Regions from separate parts of the Bos taurus genome. Here region 1 is linked to region 2. A link is a contact called in public Hi-C data. All regions are on one chromosome and are shown on one strand. The core of a region is the stretch at or near the end of the contact, and the rest is flanking DNA. Distances in the headings are between cores, read along the strand shown.

Evidence for each region. A called contact is a pair of places that touch in the nucleus more often than the background predicts.
Region 1: a contact with region 2 is called in a Hi-C map of liver, with 2.8 times the contacts expected there. The contact joins the promoter of MYBL1 here to the promoter of ADHFE1 in region 2. A contact is called at or near these places in 2 of 11 Hi-C or Micro-C datasets (liver and an unstated tissue).

Annotation. Positions count from the first base shown.
Region 1 is chr14:30,860,655-30,864,380 of ARS-UCD2.0, forward strand. MYBL1 (MYB proto-oncogene like 1) reads right to left here and starts at 1,609. Exons shown (of 16, transcript NM_176635.4): 1 at 1,536-1,609. The coding sequence starts at 1,555.
Region 2 is chr14:30,689,230-30,693,179 of ARS-UCD2.0, forward strand. It overlaps ADHFE1 (alcohol dehydrogenase iron containing 1), which reads left to right and starts at 1,390. Exons shown (of 14, transcript NM_001101887.1): 1 at 1,390-1,453. The coding sequence starts at 1,398.

The DNA of each region.
Region 1 (3,726 bases), core at 359-2,858, 170 kb after region 2:
AATCAATACTTCAGTAATTATAGTTACAGGAGCTTTTAATATCTATCTTTTCTGAAGACTGAGAAGTCAGTCAGGTCCTTAATGTTCTAGAGCAGTAATTCTCACCTGGGTGATTTTGCCCTTCAACAGACATTCGGTGGTAATGTCTGAAGACATTTTTTGATTGTCACACCTGGGGAAATGAGGTGTTACTGACATCCATGGGACAGAGGCCAGGGATGCTGCTAGACATTCTACAAAGCACAGGACAGCACTCCCCACTGCCCCCACCACTGCCTTCCCAATACAAAGAATTATCTGATCCCAAGTATCAACAGTGTCTAAGTTGAAAATCCTCTACAAGAGAAGTGTGTGTGTTTGTTCCACTTCAAAAGTTTGATCTCTTCTGTAGTTGGTACAAAATAATAATCTAATAGGGACTTAATTACATTCTATGCTGATTTCTGCAAAAATACCTTACAGACAGCAGATCCTTAATAAATGAATAGAGCAACAAATACTATGGTGTGACTGTTGACAATTTTTAACAGACATCTGCAATGAATGAAGTTACTACTAAATTTCAACTTGGGAAAAACACTTCTAGTTGAGACTTTGAAGTTGTGGATCCAGATAAAACTGTTTGGAAACGCTGTCAAACAACTTTTCATATTTACTGAATAATACTGACAACTAAAAGACACCCTAGTGTTTTTTGTCATATGAGTGATTCCTACACACTAAGTCTACGAGTAGCTACTACAGTGACCTTTAAATAAAACCGAAATGCATAAATTCATCCTAGCAAGTTTTCCAAAACCACCACCACCAAAGAAATGCCCTACCTCTATGCAACCCTCAAGTACAGTCAGAGTCCAACGGACACACAAAATATTAAGTGAATCAAACACATTGTTTTATTTTAAGATCAAGTTACTGGTGTTAACAGTGTGACATCTTCCCAGTAGAAGGAAACTGCGACCATGGGTATGGTAATCACAGTAGACATCAAAAAAGTACTCTCTCCTCAGCTATATCTCAGAGGACTTCCACACCTTTCAAGGTAGCAGAGGGGTCCCCAACCCAGGTATATCACAGAGCCCGTTTGTAACTGGCTCAGGAATCCAGAGAGTAAGAGGCCCTAGGAACAGCATTTTCAGGCCGTCCGGGTAGGACACCACCACCTTCCGGTGCGGAGCGTATTCCCTGAAAGCGCACCGACTTACCTGCCAACAAATCCCAAGAAGTGGCTGTGGGACAGTGGGGAGCTGGACATATGCTGGGGGAGAATCGACTCCAAGGAGCCGCCTGGGCATCTGTAACTCACTTTCTGAGTCCGAAATGCCCTGGTCCCCAACTCTCCACACGTCACGGCTGCGCTCTGGCCAGCGGGCCGAGGCGGCTGTAGCGCAGCGGGAAGGAAAACTTCTGCCCCGGCCTCGGAGGGCCCAGGTAGGCGCGGGGGGGTGGGGTGGGGGGGGGGACTCAGAGGGAAAGGAAAGGGAATCTGAGCCGAGGCTGTGCCCACAGGCCTGGGCGAAAGGGATGTCACCCACCTGCGCGACCTCTTCGCCATCCTTCAAGTACCGCATAGGCGCGGGCTGGGCGGGGACGCGGGTCAGCCTCCTCCAGCCTCGGGCGAATGCTCCTTCTCCCCGACCCTCCCCCGCCGCTTCCCTCGCTCCCGCTCCGAGGCCGACCGAGTGCGGAACGCAGGTCCCCGGCAGGGCAGGACGGAGGGACGGAGGGGCGGACCGCGACCCGCCCCCGGCCCGCAGCTCTGCTTCTTAGCCCCGGCCCTGCCCGGTCAGGGATGCCCCCAACATGTCAGCAGGCGCGCTCCTGCCCTCCCCTGGCCCCTCCCGCCGCCTCTTAGCCTCCTCGCCTCGGTCCCAGCGCGGCTCTGCCGCGGGCGCCGACCCCCGCCCTCTCCCCGCAGCGGGCAGCTCTGCAGGACTCGTAGTCTCCCTGCAGGGTTTTGTCCGCACCGCCGAATCTCGCGCCCAGCCTCCCTCAAGAGCCGCCGTTTGAATCTGCGCACGCGGCCCCGAACCTCATTGGCTGTGGTAGCCGCACGCGGGGGGACAAGGGCGGGGCGGGGAGAGCGCGCGCGACTGAGGGCGGGGCTGGGGAGCTGGAAGCCGGGACTGGAACTCGCGGGAGTCCGGGAAGGAGCTGGGAGCCAGGGGGTGTGGCCGTGGGCAAGGCTCAAAGGTCTTGCTGTGACAGGACCCGGACCGCGCCGAGCGCCGCACCCGAAGGGGCGGGGCGCCAAGGGCCGCGCTGGGGCCCGCTGGGAAAGTGAGTTCCAGGCTCTCCGAGAGGCGTGTCCGGAAGCGGCAGCCAGAATCCAAGCTTCTCCGGGATCGCGGACGGTGTCTCTGGATGTTGAGCAGTTCCGTTCACCGCAACCTTCTCTCGGCCAAAGCTCCTCAGTTCTCGGGGGCATCCCTCATCACTAGTTAGGAAGCTCAGTCTTTGGATTTGAGATAAACCTAACCATAAAATTTGCGCGGCCGTGACTGTTTAAGCAAAAATGCGAGCTTTTTTTTTTTTTTGCCAGACGTTGTAACTACTGATCTAGTGAAGACTCTGTAGCGGGAAGGAGCAGGAGTGTGACAGGTGAAAAAGTTTTTAGTTGGACACATGGAACGGGAAAGGGAAATAATCCGGGTCTGCGGCTGGCCTTCAAAGTACTTTAATCTCCTCTCCGACTCTTCGGGAAATAACTGCTGCGCTCGGTGAAGGAGCCCTGGTCCAGAAGGAGAATGCAGGAAGACAGGAGCGGACTGGGAATTTCGCCCAGATAAATGAGTAGTCAACGGTAGAAGGTGACCTTCTCTCGCAAGAGAGCCGGGAGGAAGTGGGGAACCGCACTGCAGGACCTTCTAGCAGTTACAACTACTCTAGAGGTTTCAAGTCTAATACCCACGAAATGCTCAGTTCAAGCAGCATGAAAGTAGATTAACTACAGTAACGATTAGAAATGGTAAAGGATGCAAATTTGCAAGGTAACATGCTCTACTGCATAGAGCACGAAACCACATGTTAATATTGTAACAGATTTATATTTTGCTATTTTGAAAATTTACGCATCAGTTTTTGCAAATCAGAGATGCAGGTGCAAATGTGTACTAAGAAGAGCTTGCATGCACTACTTTCAAAACTTAAAAACACCTGGCTTTTTATAGTTCCTTTTTCTCAAAGTATGGATTCTGGTAAGGTAAAACAGCCTTTCTTTCAAATCATTCCTTAGTATGTCGCTAGTTCATTTAAAAAAGAAAACCTAATTTAGAAAGTAATGTCTTTTGAAAACAATGTTTTCTTTACTCCTGGGCCATGCATTACTCCGCTTATTTACATCCTAACAAGAAACAGAGTTTCTGCTATATTTTAGGCTGTAGTCGGTTTTATACAGAATACTATTTTAGAGCTTGAAGAGAGTTATTTTAGATTTTGACAGCAAAGCGAATTCTTTTCATTTTAGAGATAGAGAAAAATATAATTCCTCAGAAAGGTAACATTGCAGATTCATGTAAATTAGTTACAAAAAAACAAAATGGGGGCTTCAAGTGGTGCACAGTATTTGAGTACACATACTCAAAGAGTCTGCCTCCAATGCGGGGAGACCCGGGTTCGATCCCTGGGTCGGGAAGATCCCCTGGAGAACGAAATGGTAACCCACTCCAATATTCTTGCCTGGAGAATCCCATGGACAGAGGAGCCTGGCGGGCTACAGTCCACGGG
Region 2 (3,950 bases), core at 140-2,639:
GTGACCCCATAGATGGCAGCCCACCAGGCTCCCCCGTCCCTGGGATTCTCCAGGCAAGAACACTGGAGTGGATTGCCATTTCCTTCTCCAATGCATGAAAGGAAAAAATGAAAGTGAAGTCGCTCAGTCGTCCCCGACTCTTAGAGACCGCATGGACTGCAGCCCACCAGGCTCCTCTGTCCATGGGATTTTCCAGGCAAGAGTACTGGAGTGGGGTGCCATTGCCTTAAGCTGATCTAATTAGGAGGTGAAACATTTACAGTTATCCTGGATGTCTTTCCCTAACAGATTTCAGTAACTCGTCTTTGTAAAACTAAATACCTCCTGAAAAGGATTCACAGTATACAGATCTAGAATGGGGGGGCTTTTCTGCTGTTGTTATAGCTCTGGGGAGCCACCCTACTCTTGCTTTTTGGTCTGACACCTGATAGGAAATTGAGAGTTTGTTTCATTTTTCCATTGTCCAATTTTTATATGTTACTTCTAGAAATTGCTATGAAGATGAGATTAATTCCAATTTCATAATAGGTTACTAAAAACACATGTTCAACTTACTGTCTCATACCTTCTGACAAAGCTGAACTGTGCCATCACTGATCATCGTTTCCACTGGGGCCTGGAGCACTTGGTGCTGTAAGCCCTCCCTTCTCATGTAACCATGGCAAGTTTTAACCATTGATTAAAAAAAGAAAGCATAATGGTATCCTGAACAGCTTCTTCCAAACCAAACCGTTAATAGAGCATTTAACACCTTTTAAATTCTTCTCAGCTGTCTGGGATTTTTTGTTGTTTGTTTTGTTTGGGAATTTTTCTGGCTTTTGTTTTGTGACTTGATCTAGCTGCTAAGTCGCTTCAGTCATGTCTGATTCTGTGAGACCCCATAGATGGCAGCCCAGGCTCCCCCATCCCTGGGATTCTCCAGGCAAGAACACTGGAGTGGGTTGCCATTTCCTTCTCTAACTAGTCTTGTTTAAAAAAAAAAGTCGGGGGAGGGGGGGGAGCTGTTTGCAAAGTTCTTATTTACCGTTAAATTTAAATGCAGTTGTGTTAGTTTATTCTGAAAATACACTTAAGGCAAAAGAGCATTTTAAAGGATTTAGGGAGGGGGTGAGGGGGCGCTGCCCTTGTTTCTCCCTCCCCCACGTCCTTGCCTTGTGAAATAGAGCGTTTTATCTAGAGACAGGAGAGCAGATCAAAACCCTACAGAGCAGTTACCTGTATGGCAATTTCAAAGGTGGACGATGAGACACTGCAGCTGGGGCAGCCGTAGCTTCAACTAGTGGGAAAATGTTCGGCCGCCAAGCGCTGTGGCTGGGGAGGGCGGAGGAGAAGCGGAGGCCGAGATTGGCCGGCGGCGGAGGGGGCGTCGCCGGGGGGGAGGAAGACTCGGCTCAGCCATGGCCGCCGCTCGCTCTCGGGTAGTGCACTTGCTGAGGCTTCTGCAACGCGCAGCGTGAGTGCGGGGCCGGACGGGCGGCGGGCAGGCAGGGGACCCGAGGGTGCGGCCGAGCCCACGCAGCCCCCGGGGAGCGACCCGCCCGGGCCCGCGCGTTCTTCCTCGGATCTTTTTCCGGGACGCGGTACCGCAGAGCGCGGCGGCCTGGACTCCGCTGTCAGTGTGCCAAGTAGCCAAGGAGCCAAAAGCAGCCGCTTGTACTTCGTCTGATCTACCGTTGAAACTAAGGTCGAGAGAGGAGAGCTCCAGGTCCCAGTCGAGGCAGACAGAGGACAGCTTGGCACAGTGACCAAGACAAATGCATGTATCCAACCAGCACATACTGAGTGTATGGTAATGCATCAGAAACTATTCTAGGTGCTGGGGATACAAGGACAAGAGGCTTTGGATCAGTTTAAAGTTAGCAGAGACTTGCATGAGGGGATAGCAGTGAAGTTAGGTATTGGTTCAGTGGTAGCATTCTTCCCTTCCACGTGGGAGGTCTGGGTTCTGATTCCTGGCCAATGCAATGTCCTTATGTTGGGGCTTCCCAGGTGGCACAGTGGTAAAGAAATCTCTGCCAATGCTGACACAAGAGAGCCGGGTTTGATCCCTGGGTGGGGAAGATCCCCTGAAGAAGGAAATGGCAACCTGCTGCAGTATTTTTGCTTGGAAACATCCCAAGGACCAGTCCATGGAGTCACGAAGAGTCGGACATGACTTAGCCACTGAGCACATGCACGGGTGAAAGGGGTCTGTGCAGAACGCAGAGGACAGAGGGTGCAGGAGAGAGGGAGGGATGTGAAGACAGAGGTGAACCGCAAGGGACTCAGCCACACATATACATGCATACATTCTCCCCCAAACTCCCCTTCCATCCAGGTTGCCACATAACATTGAGCAGAGTTCTATGTACTTGCTATACGTTAAGTCCTTGTTGGTTATCATTTTTAAATACAGCAGTGTGTACATGTCAATCCCAAACTGGGTTGGGGTGGGGGGAGGGGGTAGTGGGTGAGGGGGTTGATGATGCAGGAGAGCAAAGGAAGAACTGTTGGTAGTGATGTTTTGAGAAGCTGAGCAGAGCTGAGATTTAGTGTGCAGGGGAGAGGTTGGCCTTTGCTAAGATATGGTCAGTTTATCAGTGATACCAGGAAGGAAGTCAAAATTATTGTGCCAGACCCAGAAGGTGTGTAGATGAGAGCCTGGCTGTAACTTTGCAGAGTTCAGGAGGCCAAGGAAATGAAGTCAACAGGATGTGGGTGAGGAAGAGAGAAACCAGAGGGTGAGCAAGCCAGAGGGGAGAGGAGGGTGAGAGTTTTAAGCATGAAACTCTTAATTATGATGACAAGGATCAAGTAAGGGGAAGGATGGGACATAGGGGACAGATGGAGGTCCAAAGAAGGCAAGAGGGGGTGGAATTCAGACTACAACTGAGGAGTAGAAATGATGAATTGAGATAGCCTGAGAGCTTGGAAATTATATAACAAAAAGAGAAGCGGAGTGTCCTCCCACAGTGTCGAATTTTCCTTCCCTTTGAGCCCCTCTTCTTGTCCTGGAGGGGCATAAAGCAGCGAAGGACCTAGAAGGTAATGCCAAGTGAAGGACAACTCTGGGACCCTGCATTATTCGGTTTTCTCCGCGGGAGCCTGCAGATGGCTCAGGCCCTCCGGGATGCTCCAGAAGAAACCCTTACACGTGGCGCTTTCCGCCGCGCCCACCAGATGGCAACCTTGACTCACGCTGGCGACTCACACCCGACCATGCCTGTGTTCACTTAATTGAGTTTTTGAGATCTTGACCATCATTGAGTTTAACGCTTTTCCTTCCTTCCCCTTTCCCTTCTGCCCTCTCCCTTCTCAGAGGTTTTCAGTCCAAGTTTGCAGGCGGGGGTCAGGGTTGGTGGGGTGGGGGGTATGCACGCGCTTACCTGCGGGACCCACCAAGACAGGGTCCCGTGGGCAATAGAAACACAAATCCTTTTGCGAGGCTCAATCGGATGGTGGTAAACAGAAGAGGAAGCCAGAGATGGGACTGACCAAGGACTAGGAGGCGACCAAGATGTGGAAGTCAAGGGAGGGAACCTCTAGAAAGAGGAACACATGGGATATCTGTAGAGGAGCGGACTGAGGTGAGGGATTGGGGAGAAGAAGGTGACAGGTGTGATCTCGGTTTAGGGGGACACGGAGAGCAGGAAATCCTGGAGCCGAGAAAGGCCGGAGGCGCCACGTGGTGACCAGAGGGGGCCTACCGGCCACTGAGGGCTTCCAGAGGAAGCAGCCCAGAGCCTGTTTGAACACCCTGAAGACAATGGGAAAATACAAGGAAAGTTCAGGAGGAGAGAAGTAGGGTCTGAGGTGCGAGTCCTTAACACTGGGTCAATTTGGCCAAGGCTCCTAACCTAGTAAGAAGTGAGACCTCATCTTAAACTTTATTGTAGCCCAGGAGCACTCATCTCAGTTCCCCACGTCATTAACTGCTGCTGAATAATTCGCAGAAGAATAACTACAATGCT